4 separate regions of the Mus musculus genome follow, and all the other regions are linked to region 1. A link is a contact called in public HiChIP or PLAC-seq data. All regions are on one chromosome and are shown on one strand. Each heading gives the region's core, a stretch centred on a gene start, on an enhancer-like site or on the middle of the called end of the contact. The rest is flanking DNA. Distances are from core to core; before and after follow the strand shown.

The links. HiChIP or PLAC-seq counts read pairs in DNA pulled down with a chosen protein or histone mark.
Region 2: an H3K27ac HiChIP or PLAC-seq map of the HPC-7 cell line shows a contact between it and region 1, with 14 times the contacts expected there. The contact joins the promoter of Pla2g4a here to the promoter of Ptgs2os2 in region 1. A contact is called at or near these places in 19 of 39 promoter capture datasets (the 3T3-L1 cell line, 3T3-L1-derived adipocytes, the C10 cell line and 13 more), 10 of 484 Hi-C or Micro-C datasets (the C10 cell line, ECoMG myeloid progenitors, the HPC-5 cell line and 7 more), 2 of 115 datasets of contacts at active chromatin or transcription factors (the HPC-7 cell line and bone marrow-derived macrophages) and 4 of 9 other capture datasets (adipose tissue, bone marrow-derived macrophages, liver and 1 more).
Region 3: a contact with region 1 is called in an H3K27ac HiChIP or PLAC-seq map of the HPC-7 cell line, with 13 times the contacts expected there. The contact joins the enhancer-like site here to the promoter of Ptgs2os2 in region 1. A contact is called at or near these places in 17 of 39 promoter capture datasets (the 3T3-L1 cell line, 3T3-L1-derived adipocytes, the C10 cell line and 12 more), 9 of 484 Hi-C or Micro-C datasets (the C10 cell line, LSK cells, bone marrow-derived macrophages and 5 more), 4 of 115 datasets of contacts at active chromatin or transcription factors (the HPC-7 cell line, bone marrow-derived dendritic cells and bone marrow-derived macrophages) and 1 of 9 other capture datasets (macrophages).
Region 4: a contact with region 1 is called in an H3K27ac HiChIP or PLAC-seq map of the HPC-7 cell line, with 7 times the contacts expected there. The contact joins the enhancer-like site here to the promoter of Ptgs2os2 in region 1. A contact is called at or near these places in 2 of 484 Hi-C or Micro-C datasets (both in bone marrow-derived macrophages), 2 of 115 datasets of contacts at active chromatin or transcription factors (the HPC-7 cell line and bone marrow-derived macrophages) and 1 of 9 other capture datasets (adipose tissue).

The regions. Positions count from the first base shown.
Region 1 is chr1:150,163,270-150,166,345 of GRCm38.p6, forward strand. It overlaps Ptgs2os2 (prostaglandin-endoperoxide synthase 2, opposite strand 2), which reads right to left and starts at 1,679. Exons shown (of 2, transcript NR_110420.1): 1 at 1,545-1,679.
Region 2 is chr1:149,959,991-149,962,999 of GRCm38.p6, forward strand. It overlaps Pla2g4a (phospholipase A2, group IVA (cytosolic, calcium-dependent)), which reads right to left and starts at 1,300. Exons shown (of 18, transcript NM_008869.4): 1 at 1,201-1,300.
Region 3 is chr1:149,938,604-149,941,836 of GRCm38.p6, forward strand. All of the region lies in intron 1 of Pla2g4a (phospholipase A2, group IVA (cytosolic, calcium-dependent)), which reads right to left. Among named protein-coding and RNA genes, the nearest start is that of Pla2g4a, 21 kb to the right of the region's middle. Within about 2 kb of position 1,863, at least 61 of the 459 cell types and tissues checked have an H3K27ac peak or open chromatin away from gene starts, as enhancers often do. A contact at or near this core is called in the HPC-7 cell line, LSK cells, bone marrow-derived dendritic cells and 4 more, where this site is marked.
Region 4 is chr1:149,909,609-149,912,862 of GRCm38.p6, forward strand. The region is part of intron 3 of Pla2g4a (phospholipase A2, group IVA (cytosolic, calcium-dependent)); the gene reads right to left. Among named protein-coding and RNA genes, the nearest start is that of Pla2g4a, 50 kb to the right of the region's middle. Within about 2 kb of position 1,898, at least 46 of the 459 cell types and tissues checked have an H3K27ac peak or open chromatin away from gene starts, as enhancers often do. A contact at or near this core is called in the HPC-7 cell line, adipose tissue and bone marrow-derived macrophages, where this site is marked.

The DNA of each region.
Region 1 (3,076 bases), core at 429-2,928:
AAAAGATCTGTACACAATCAGCACACACTATTTTGTAAACACTTTCATGTACAGTTGATTGAATCTGAGGATTCAGTAATGGAGGATAAGGCAGGAATTGTGTAGAAATAATACAGTGTGAATTAGGTTGTATTTATTCTTTTCTGTACATTATATTCCACAGACATGGGCTCACTGAGTTATCACAGTGCCAATTACTGTTTACATTTCCTTTTTCTTTTCTTTGTATTTTTCCTTTTGGAATTATTTTGTTTTGGAGACAGGGTTTCTCTGTATAGCCCTGGTTATCCTGGAACTCACTCCATAGATAAGGCTGGTCTTGAACTCAGAAATCCATCCACCTCTGCCTCCCTAGTGCTAAGACTCCAGCCATGCACCACCAACCACCCTCTGGCGACTGTTTACATTTTCTAAACATTAGATAGCACCACAATTCACCTACCTTCATATAACCTGTAAGTAGCAGCAGAGGTGGTACTCAAAGGATGCAGACCTGCCAGGCTGCCTTCTCCCTCTGGGACACCAGGAAAAAAAAGCTGCAAAAGCAAGCTGCAGCTTAGCTGTGAAGTGCAGAAGAGCCTGCACCACAGCCCTCAATACTGATTCTGCTGCCAGCAATGCATTGCTCACCTGAATTAACGTTGCTTAAATTTACTTTTATGGATTTAAATAAAAATAATGCTTATAAAAGCTATGAGGGCCAGGTCGTGATGACATATACCTTAATTCTAGCACTTGGTAAGCAAAGGTAGGTGAATCCCTTTGAATTCCAAGCTATACATAAGTGAGAGACCCTGTTTTGCTTTCTTCTGCCTCCCCCCCCCCAACTTATCAGGCACTTAGGATATGTCCAGTATGCACAAATGCCTAGATTTAAGCCCAAGTTCCCCATAAAAACTCAGCTATGGTGGTGTCTGATAATCCTAGCTCTGGAAATGAATATGAGGAAAAATCAGAATTCCAAGGCTATCCTTGACTACATTACATATAGAGTTCAAGGCCAGTCAGGGACACAGAAAACCATGTTTTAGAAAAACAAACAAACAAACAAAATGGTTTAGACAGGCCTAATCTCCAAACTCTGAAGGCTAAGACAAGAGGACATTCATGAGTTCCAGGTTAACTTATATATAATGAATTCCCAGGTAGCCTGGGCTATAGAGTAAAGCCCTGTCTCAAAACAGAAAAAAAAAAAATTATCAATCAATAAATAAAATGTATAAACTAAAAAGAAATAAAGAACTGTTGGTAATGGGTTCATCATTTATATTGAGAATACAGTTTTATAACAAAAATAATTACAAACCCACATTGCTCTAAACAGTGTAAAGCTTTATTCACTCTGGGGCAAGCTAAACTGTTTCTAACAGAAAGAGTGGTGGAGCTAGTGTCTCTTAGTCATAACATATTAATTCTTAATTACAACAGGAACAAATCCATTACCAATAAATCCAGGGACTATCAATTAAGCCCATGAGGAAATGGTTTGTAAAAGACTTCCCACCCTCCTAAATAAGATACATCTGACAGATAATAATACTCACTCTAATGTGCGTGCAGCTTTTCACATCAACTCATTAAAAGCCGGCTTTTTCACAACGCCAAGCTTCCTTTTTGTCTCTGGGCATGGTTTCTCAGAATGTCCCGCGCATGATCTTGGAGGCAAACGCAGAGGGAATGGAGGCCATCTGATTGGAAGTCTGCGACTATCGTTGTGTAATCCTGTGTGTAATTCATCATTTGAAAACGAAAACGCACTTGGAGTTTTCTGCGGCAAGGACTCTCTGTATTGTGCAAGTCTGAGCTGCTTTCAACCACGTAACCACTTCCCTCTTAGAGGGACCCCTGCGTTTGCTTTGCTCCACTACGTACACTGGGAGAGGCATCGCTGTGTAATGCCTGTGTCACCTGCCAAGCTGCCAGGCTTGCTTTGGGAACTAACCCAGGTCAGCATGAGTTCTGTCCTCTGCTTGAAAGAGGTTCAATCCCAGACAGCAAATGTATATGAACCCTTGAAACTACAGCTCTGGATTTAATTTAATTTTCATTTCGTTATGGTATTTTTTTCCTTACTTTTATGAAGTCTATTTTCCCTAGAATGGCTGATTCGAAACATCTGCTAATCATCTGCCTGCCCTGGCTATGCGGTACCTTCAGAGGGGGAAGGGTAATGCTGGCCACACCCGCCTTAGGTCCAGACAGCTTATTCTGTCTGGCCTGCTGCTGGGAAGCCTCTATTTTTCCTTGTTGTTCCTAATAAGTCCCCACAAAACCTTCCCAAACTTTTCCTAACTGCTTCCTCTCCTCTTCACCACACCCCGACAACACGAATGCACCGCATCTTCCTGTCTGCTCTCCTTAGAGCACCTCCAGACCTGAGTTCAAGTGAAAGCCTGCTTTGACCCCACCATGGATGTGCTCCACGGTATGGCTTGGGGGCCCCTTTTATCTTACACTGTTTATCGCTGGTTGGTGTTTGACAAAGTCTTATTCTGTGGCCCAGAAGAGCCTGGAACTCACTATGCTGCCCAAAGTGATCTCAAACTGACAGCAATCCCCCTACCTCACCGTTTCAATGCTGAGCACGTAAGTAGCTTCTTCCTCTTTTTAAAATCATTTTTCTTTGATGCAAGGAACTACAGGAAGTTGTCCTTGCCTCTTGAAAAGGTTAACCCTGGGGTTCTGATTCTGATTCTCCCACCGTCTACATGATCTCAATCAAGCCACTTGGTTTTTCTGGTATTAAGGTTTTTTTTGTTTTTGTTTTTTTTGTTTTTGTTTTTTCAAAAAAAACATAACAGCAATCATAAGATCTAGCACCTAGGGCTCAGGTTGTCCAGCTGTTCTTCTCAGGGTATTCTTGTTTTGACAGTCTAGAAGACTGATAAACTACCAGTGCATATGTGCCACTGATTACTATGTATCCAGTAAAGCCAGCATGGAAGTAGCCCGGGGTGGTAATGGCACATACCTGATATCCAAACACTGGAGAGACTGAGCTAGGAGGATTACAAATCCAAGGCCAGCCCAGTCAACACAGTGAGATCATTCTCAAAAAACACCAACAGCAGCAAAA
Region 2 (3,009 bases), core at 50-2,549, 200 kb before region 1:
GAAAACAGAGACCAGCTTCATTGGCCAGGTCTCACTATATCTGTGATATAATTTCAGACTGGATAGGTCTATTTCATTAAATTCTCTGTGAATCTCTTTGACTGCAATTTCAAATGTATTCAACAAACAGAAGCAACACAAAATACACTCCTTTTTCCCAAATTAGAATCCCAAATATAATACTAAAATCCACCCCTTCTTTTTATGTTGTTGTTTCGTTTGTTTGTTTGTTTGTTTGTTTTTTGTTTTTTGTTTTTCGAGACAGGGTTTTTCTGTATAGCCCTGGCTATCCTGGAACTCACTCTGTAGACCAGGCTGGCCTTGAACTCAGAAATCTGCCTGCCTCTGCCTCCCTGGGATTAAAGGCGTGCGCCACCATGCCGGGCGAATCCACCCCTTCTAAGTGGCACATCTCTAATGCTGCTCTCCACCAGCCTTCAGTGAAAGCAGTTTAAACCAACAGCTAACATCAGGAGCATTTTTCATAACCAAGTGTCTGAAGTGATGAATCTATTTAAATCATTACAAATTGTAAAAGAAGTAAAGATGTTAAGTCATTTATTTCAAAACCAAGTCCCTTTCACTCTTCCATCTTTTAGATTTTAGAACCTCAGTTCTAAAATGATATTCACAAGTGTGCAACTTGATAGAATATTTTCCAAAAAACTGTTTTGACCTGTTGTCCTGTCACAAGTTACCCAAAGCCTGAGAGCAGCGGTGCTTGTTAGTTCAAGGTTAGTTTTTCAGTGTTATAAGTCACATCACACAGCAGCCCATTAAATACCCAGGAATGTTCTGCGAACATAACTCTTTTTATCAATTAAAATTTAAATGAGTCACCAAACTGCCCCTAAACATCTTTACAAGCAGCACTCAAACTCAGGAGTCAGGAATCACTGGGTAGCATCACGTGGGACACAAAGGCGCGCCAACTCACTTCTCTATAAAGACTCAATTTCCCAGCACCCGCTGAAGGAAACAACCTATACCTTTATTCCAATCTGCTCTTAGACCCAGGAAACCAAACCCTCCTCACTTAGAAGGAAACTGAAGCCTGCGTTGTGAACCTTTCCCAGAGGCAGAGGAGTGAAAGAAGTGAAGTTTTAGCACGCGTGGCTGCCTTCCTCCTGGGAAGCTGCCCACGGATAGCGATGGAAAGTGCAAGAGGAAGCAGGCAGGGAGAGTAAATGCATTGCTTACAGTTCCCAGAGTTAAATGAGAATCCTCAGGCTTCTCTGTGCCTTCTGGCTCTCAGTCGGGAGCCCTTCACAGTTCCGACTTCTAGAAAGTCTTCTCCGGCTGGTAGGAGGGGCTAAGAAGTGGGCTGGTCTCTGTGGATGTTAAGGTGGAATTCAAGCGAGCTCCTCTGGTGAAGACTAACATTCTAAATGGACATGTTTAGTTTTCAGAAACAGGCCTTTCGAGTCAGAAAATATACTTTAAAAATATGTGATCTAACTGGTCCTAGGGGTGTGCATGAAAATATGCTTTAAAAACATGTGACCTAACTGGTCCTGGGGGTATGCATGTGCGTGCCTATGTGTGTGTGTGCATGTGTGTGTGTGTGTGTGTGTGTGCATGTGCGTGTGTGTGTGTGTGTGTGTGTGTGTGTGTGTGAGAGAGAGAGAGAGAGAGAGAGAGAGAGAGAGAGAGAGAGAGAGAGACTGCTGCTGCTGCTGCTTGCCCTTAAGCAGTCACTACTTCCTCTTTTTTCCAAAAGACTAAAAGTGAAGTTGAAAAGATAATGCATTATGTTGAGAATTTTTAGAGTCTTTAAAAGGTGAAGTTTTAAACAAACCGCAAATACAAAACGCATATACATTTTACAGTTGAACAGTGTTGGACAACCTTGAAAAGCAAACCTGTTCAAGCCTTTCTCCCCAAACTCAAAGCCTCTGAGTTGTTTAAGCCCTTTCAGAGAATAGAACCCATAAGTTCCGACGTAGAAGTAACAACAAATCAGGAAGAATCTGCAATCTAATTTGAAGCATATAATAACTTCTATGTGAAGAAAGTGTTGTATCTATTACAAGCGTGGTAGCTCACAACTGTCATGTGGGAAGTAGAAAAAAAAACATGTATGAGTTCAAAGTCAGCTTATGCTACATAGTGAAGCCATATCTCAAGGCAAACAGACGTCCTGACAATTCATGAAATCCTGTTACTCTAAGTACCCTGGTTAGAATGCCTTCAGGGCTTCCTCCATATCAAAGGCAGTTAGCAGAGCCCCTTCCTCTCTACAACGCCACCATTTATCTCCTAATTAATATCCTCAATATTTCTTAAAAGCACATCTTTTCTTCTTCTGTTTGCTTTCTATTGCTGGGATAAATTTTTCTGACCAGAAGCAATTTGTGAAGGGAAAGTTTTATTTGGGCATACAGGTCCTGACAGTCCATCAGGAAGCGAAGTCAGAGTAGAAATTCAAAGCAGAAAACAGGAGGCAAGACCTGAAGCATAAACCAAGGAGGGATGCATTTTTGTTCTCGTTTCATAATTTACTCCTTTTTGGTGTCGGAGGCAGGCTCTCATGCAACCAAGGCTGGACTCAAACTGAACTGGCTAGCAACAGATGACTTTGAACGCCTGACTTTCCTGCCACCACCTCCGTGGAATCAAAAGCACATGCCACCCAGGCCTAGCAATTACACTTTTAAAGGCTCCTTTTCCATTCATGAGTAAAGTAAAAGGCAAATCTGACACCTCCATTCTATCACAAAGTACAAGTTTATGTGGTATGAATAGACAGATTCACGAAGTTAAGATAAATATGGTAATCCACTGCAGAAAATATGGCTACACGTAAGTTGTGTTCACCAACACTTGGGTTAGGAATTAGGTTACCCTAATTCCTTCTATCCACTTGCAGCAACAATTTCACGAGTTGTTTTTTGCTCTCCAAGATCCCTCTAAATTTGGTGCAGGGAATTCCTGTCCAATTTTAGTGACTCTGTCACAATGGGCACAAACCCCATTACTCATCTCACAGAAGGACTTCCAGGCACTGCA
Region 3 (3,233 bases), core at 613-3,112, 220 kb before region 1:
GGTTTTTATTGTTATAGTAGATCCATATTGGAATCTATGAAAGCAAAGAGGGTTATGACTGGTATTCTCACCAAAATTATTCTCACCCAAATTATTCTCACCCAAATTATTCTCACCCAAATTATTCTCACCAAAATTATTCTCACCCAAATTATTCTCACCCAAATTATTCATGTTAAAAGCTGTAGGTGGGCTATGGTGTAGTTCAGTAGTAGAATTGCTGCCTTGCATGTGTGTTGTCAGCAGGCTTCTATAGCTATTAAATTCACAAACTGCAGCTTTAGAAAAACAAACATTTCTCGGTAGACTAATCTGGTCATTCATGCAACCCCTAGGTCATTGCTAAGTACGAGCATATGTTAGGCACCAGATACAGTAAACAAGGCAGAGCTCCTGCCTCCCAGAAACCTAGAGATTGTAGACATAGCAAAGAACAGCATAGCTCTGCACAACACCTAACGCTTCTATGTTAGTAAAAGCAGGATCGTCTTCTAGGATTGATGCCTTCTGATGAAAGGGCTCCTTGAAATCTACCTCCTCTGTGAAAATAGTTTTCATGAGTCCTTTAGTCTTATAGCAGAAAACCAGACAGTCTTCACTTGATCACTAAATGATTCTTTCATACTTATTTATTTCACACTAAAACAAGAAAACTTTTTCTGCCATACCATAATATGAATGCATACACATACATATATATGTGGAAGAGAGCTTAATGTGATGCTTTTACTAGGAACATGGTACAGTATTGTATTGTCCCGTTTGATTAAATGCTAAGAGAAGTCCACCAAAATTGTTTTATGGCTCAACTCCTCACCGTTTGACAAACACTGATGTAGGAGACTTCTAGATTAGATTTTCATCTCTATCCCCGTTCCCGTTCCATTTCCTTCCTCTTTTCTATTCACAACCATACAGATCATCTTCCCTTTCGCCAAGTGTAGGATGTTCTCTCAGGTGCAAAACTATAGCCTGCATCTTTTGTCCATCCACTTATTTAACAAATATTCAAGTAGAACATTTAGCTATGTCTATCAATCATATTCCAAGGTCCCAGAGGTAAAGCGACAATTGAGATAGCTGCTCATCATTGTAAGAACTTATATTTTACAGAACAATCACACAGTAAATAATGTAACAGGAAAAGGCGAGCGTCTCCTAAAGCTAGGCTGTGAAAAGGGTAAATGAGTGGTCTTAGAAGATAATGTTCCCAGCAGGCATGTGGAGGAAGTGACAGAGAACCTGTGGCTACTAAATAAAAACCAACAGCAAAAATGGTTGGTGGGGAGATTACAAAGGAAGCTGGGTTAGATCCTGAAGGCCTCGGTAGGCATCACTTGTATACCAGCTAAAACAGACCTAAGCTTCAGAACTCAGCTTCAAGGTCACTACCCCTGAGAGATTTTTCTGTGACCTTCAAAGCATGTCTGATCCTGTTTTTATTTTATATTTCTTCAAGCCTTTAATTCCCATTCCAACATGTCTGCCTTCCTTTATGGAACTAAAGCCAGACGCATAAAGTCAGTGTCCATGTTCACCTTGCTGTTCTGTGTGCATAGCATGGTGCCTACAGCAAAGCAGGTTCAAGATAAAGATGTGTTCAATGGATGATGGATGATGGACAGAACTAGGAATAATGGCAAGTGTGTGCATATAGGAAGTTCTCACAATAACACTCTTTCAATGGTCCTCCTGTTCATTCCTAACTATATTTAACAGCAAAAGATGCTATAAATGAGACTGTACTTTAAAAAATAAAAAGAGGAAGAAGGAAAATTCCACAAGAACTGAGATGACTCTTCATTTAGAGGAAATCTGTTGCTGGAGACCAAAGCCTGGTGTCAGCAACTTTATTTCCTCTTTTCCCATCCAGTAACTCCATTCATAACTACCATGTTCACCATCCGACTATTAGCCAAAACCACATCCTCCAGCCAGACCTGGGCAGACACTTCCCTGGCAGGAAATGTGTTTGAGATAGTTAACAGGTTAAGTATCCAACTAATATTCTTTCTTAAATGTTTATATTATTATGTGGTAATTTCATATATGCATACAATGTATTTAGATCCAACCAATATTATTAAATCCACCCCCATCTTCTCTTGTCTCCACCTCTCTAAAGCTACAGAGTTAAGAACTACGAGATAACTAGATATTAGACAAACATGACTCATGGCATTAATCCTTTAGTCCTAGAACAACTTCCTTTTTCTTGTCTCCTTTAATTCCACCCAGGTCTAAACTTTTTCCAGCTCTCATGAGATTCAGGCTGCCTTAGAAGATTTCCGTTAACTTTTGCAATGAGCCAAGGTAATGAACTCATGGATTTAGATACCAGGTCCATTTAGAATGGAAAGAAGAAACTATTGAAGGAAGAGAAAGTGGATCACTGACTTTCTTCCTCCCTACCCTAGATCTAATATTTCTGCTCCATTTTTTAAACTTCTTTTTCTATGGCAAAATGCACTTACAAAGAGCAATTTAGAGGAGGAAAATGGTTATTTGGCTTATAATCTTAGGCTCCAGCCCATTATTAAGGGGAAGTCAAGGTAAGAAATCAAATCATCACACCACACTTATAGTCAAATCCCTAGAACCAAATCAACTAATGATACCCATCTGTGTCCTAGTAGTCGGGAGATAGAAACATCAGGAATCCAAGGTCATCTTCAGCTACATGAGTTTGAAGTCAGTTTGTCATACATGAGACCCTATCTCAAAATCAAAACAAAAACCAACCCACCAAACAACAACAAAACCATGCACAATATATAAAGTATACCAATAATCCATATTTAGTATTTTTATTTTATAAAAATAGGTTAGCATCTTAGCTAAAAGTTCCACTTAAAGGTTGAATATCAAGCTAGACAAGCTTCCAGAACAGCAGAGAAAAGAAGTTGAAAAGTTCTGGCTGTGGAAACACTGACAAAGCAGAAATATCATAAGTAATCAATTACTAACTCTTCAAAAGAACGTAAAGCATATGAACATATCTTCCAACATGCCAAGAACCAGAGAGAATGAAGACCTTTGGCATTTTAGGAAGGAGCTGTTCCTACCCTCCCCAGTTTCTTAGCATGAAGTTCTAACTAGTAAGGCAGTACAGCCTTGTGAATACACAGCTCTGCTGCCTTGCTGATTGGTACTGGACAGAACATGGAAAATTCTACACCCCAGATGTTGTTAGAGAAACCAAAGATCACAGAAGCAACCACCAGATACATCTT
Region 4 (3,254 bases), core at 648-3,147, 250 kb before region 1:
CACAGAGAAAAAGACAGACCTGTGGACATGTACCAAGTCAAACAAGATCCTTCAGAAACAGACTTCAACTCAGCTGAACAGATAGCTCAGTGGTTGACAATACTAGTTGCACACGTATGAGGGTGGACTTTGACTCTTAGGACTGACATCAAAAGCCTGCTGCGTTCCCTTACATGCCCACATCTCTGTACTCCACTGAGAGTGGATGGAGTGGAGGATCTGTAGAGCTTACAGGCTACCAGGCTGACCTAAAATCACAAGCTCCATATTCAGTGAGAGACATTGCCTCAAAGAAATCAGACTATGATAGACAAAGAAAACACACTATGATAGAGAAGGATGCTCTGCAGCATCCTCTGGTCTATACAAGAGTATGTGTACAAGTACACACTATATCACACACTGACATTCATAGGCACACATATCACACACATGCACAGAAGTATATATGGACAGAAAACAAACAACAGGCTTTAACTCTGTCTCTCTAAGCCACACTCCTAGCTGCAGCAAATAAAGCAATTTTAAGTAATTCCTGTCTGTACTACACTGTAAATCCTAACAGGGATCCATTACTTCTTATCCAGTACTGAATGGTGGAATGGCAAAGCCAACAGCAAATTATGAAATACAAAACATCACAAGAATATAATGAATATCATAAAAGGTTATCTAATAATGAGGGGCACTGAGGAACAGGTGGGCCCCACTATATATATCCATTTCACTCCTCAGTAATATGCCATAACTCTCGTAATATAGCACCCATTGTTTTTGATTTGTATCTCAAAACAAATTAGTGCCAGCCACTTCTTCCAAGTGCATTTGTATTTCATCTGTATTTCAAAGAAATACTGAAAAACAAATTCTGAGTCTCCCTGAATAGTTCCTTACCAGAACAGGAATGCATCAGGGTAGGTGTTTATAGGTATCAGCTCATGCTCCCTCCAGAAAAGGCTAAGAGCTGTAATCCTTAGGGCTAAAAATACTGAAAGGTAACACCAGTGAATGGTGGAAAATACTGAAGTGGAAAAAAATACATGCTATCTGCAGATCTCCAACAAAATTCGACTTTTGTTGCTTTTGTATGACCATTTTATTTAAGTCTCTGTGGTACCATTTAGAAGGGAACAAAAATGCTTTTGTTGTAACTCTTAGGTCTTGGGAGACAGCTTAGTTGGTTAAGTCCTTGCTGCACACACTTAAGGACCTTAGTTTACCCAATATGCACAAAGCCCTGAGCTCAATCCCCACTTAAATCTCAGTACTCCCCAAACCAGACATGCCTGCAATCTCAACACTCGGGGAAGGCAGGAGGATCCGAAATTCAAGGTCATCCTAGCCTATGTAGTGAGTTCAAGGCCAATCTGGGCTACATGAGACCATGTCTCCAAAACAACAACAATATTCCACCACGTTTCACAGAGTCACAGAAAGACATGAAGTATAAGTCTTGAGAACTTCGCTCAGCCCCTCTGGTTATTTAACAAATAGTTATGCTGTGAAGGAACCCGAGAAGAAGATGTAACTGTCACTTCAGGTAACAGTCAATGGTGAATAGACATGAAATGGCTGAGCAGCTTCCCCCAGGTCACACAGTTGACAAACAGTGGCCACGTGAGCCTAGCAATACACAGAGTGCTGGCTCTGGCCTCTGCACAGCTTCCTCTTTGGTGGGAAAGCCACATTCAGTGTAGTTCCTTGCCACAAATAGGATGCTTCTCTTAATTTTTCGAGGGACTTGGCAAGCCCTGACTACACAGGGACACTCAGCATTTATCAGTAAGGACCTTAGTGAAAGAAAATTGCTACAAGAACCCTTGTTTATGTTTCCTTAATATTTCTTTTCCAAAGTCAAAATTCCCATGTTGCTATTACAGTTTATGTTTGAATTTTATCTGAAAATGTATCCAAGTGTGTCACTGAAGCCAGACATGACAGTGCATGCCTGTGATCCCAACACTTGAGAGGCAGAGACGGAATGATAAGATATACGATGTTTAAGTTCATCCCCAGAGCATAGAGTTCAAGATCAACCTTGGCCAAAAGAAAAAAAAATCAACAACAACAACAGCAAAACTTGAAGTATTTTGATATATCCAAGGAGCTGTAAAAACAAAAAATAACTTCTAAGGATGGAGATGTGATACTAGGTGATATTCCAACTATATCTTTGTAATATTTAATTAGCCATTCCAGTTCTACACAACTCTAAAAACATAACAGTTTTTTATTTTCAGGAAAAAACTTTAAAACATTAAAAATAATATGCTAGACATGTTTATACAAATGTTTAAAACTTTAGAGTCATGGGGCTATTTTATTCAACACAGATATTTTAAGAAAGTATTTTGGGAACTTAAGAAAGGTTAATCTCATTTTTTAAAAAATTTAATTCCTTTACATTTTAATCACAGCCTTTTAAAACTTTTTCAGCAAAAAATAGAATGCTTTTAGTCCATGCAAAGAAGACTGAGAACATAACTCAACTGTAAGAGAGATTTGGAAAATAAGCTTTTGTTCTCACTTGACTGAACATGGGCCTTTCAAAGTATAGATAAAAGTAAAAGCAGGAACACAAGGATGCTCCCGTATGAGACAGGAGTGATGAGGGCCAAAATGAGTAATGATGGCTGAGCCTTCAAAGCAGCACATGGGCTGGGTGCAGGGATCCCTACTGGGACAGAAAATGAACTTTCTCTTCGATGCCACCTATATACACCTATACTGCTGTAACCCTCTTCTTCGTACTCTATTGAATAAAGGGTGAAATTCTCTAAACTGGGTGAAATCCCACCTAGCCAAGGTTATTGAAATAGACAATGGTATTGTTAACTGAACCCCTAAGACTTAAATTAATACACACACACACACACACACACACACACACACACACACACACAAAACTCTTCAAATTTAAGTGCAGAGGAAAATGCCTAAATGGACTCCTAAAGTTACTTGAAAATTCACATAGAATGTGTCATTCTAAGCAGAAGAGGAAAACATTCCACTTTAGCACTTTAGCACCTGGTACTTCTCCATGCCTAACACGTTCTCTTCGTTGTCACATAGAGCGAAGACATGTGAGATAAACATGTTAGGAGACACTTGACTCATCTTGAAATTATCTCCTCTGAAATGACCGCTGGGGAATAATTTCATTAGATTTAGAGCCCTTTAAACTTTTGGGTGGACTCAAAAACATTCCAAACATATTAGTAAACTCTTAAAAAACTCATATTCAGTCATAACCT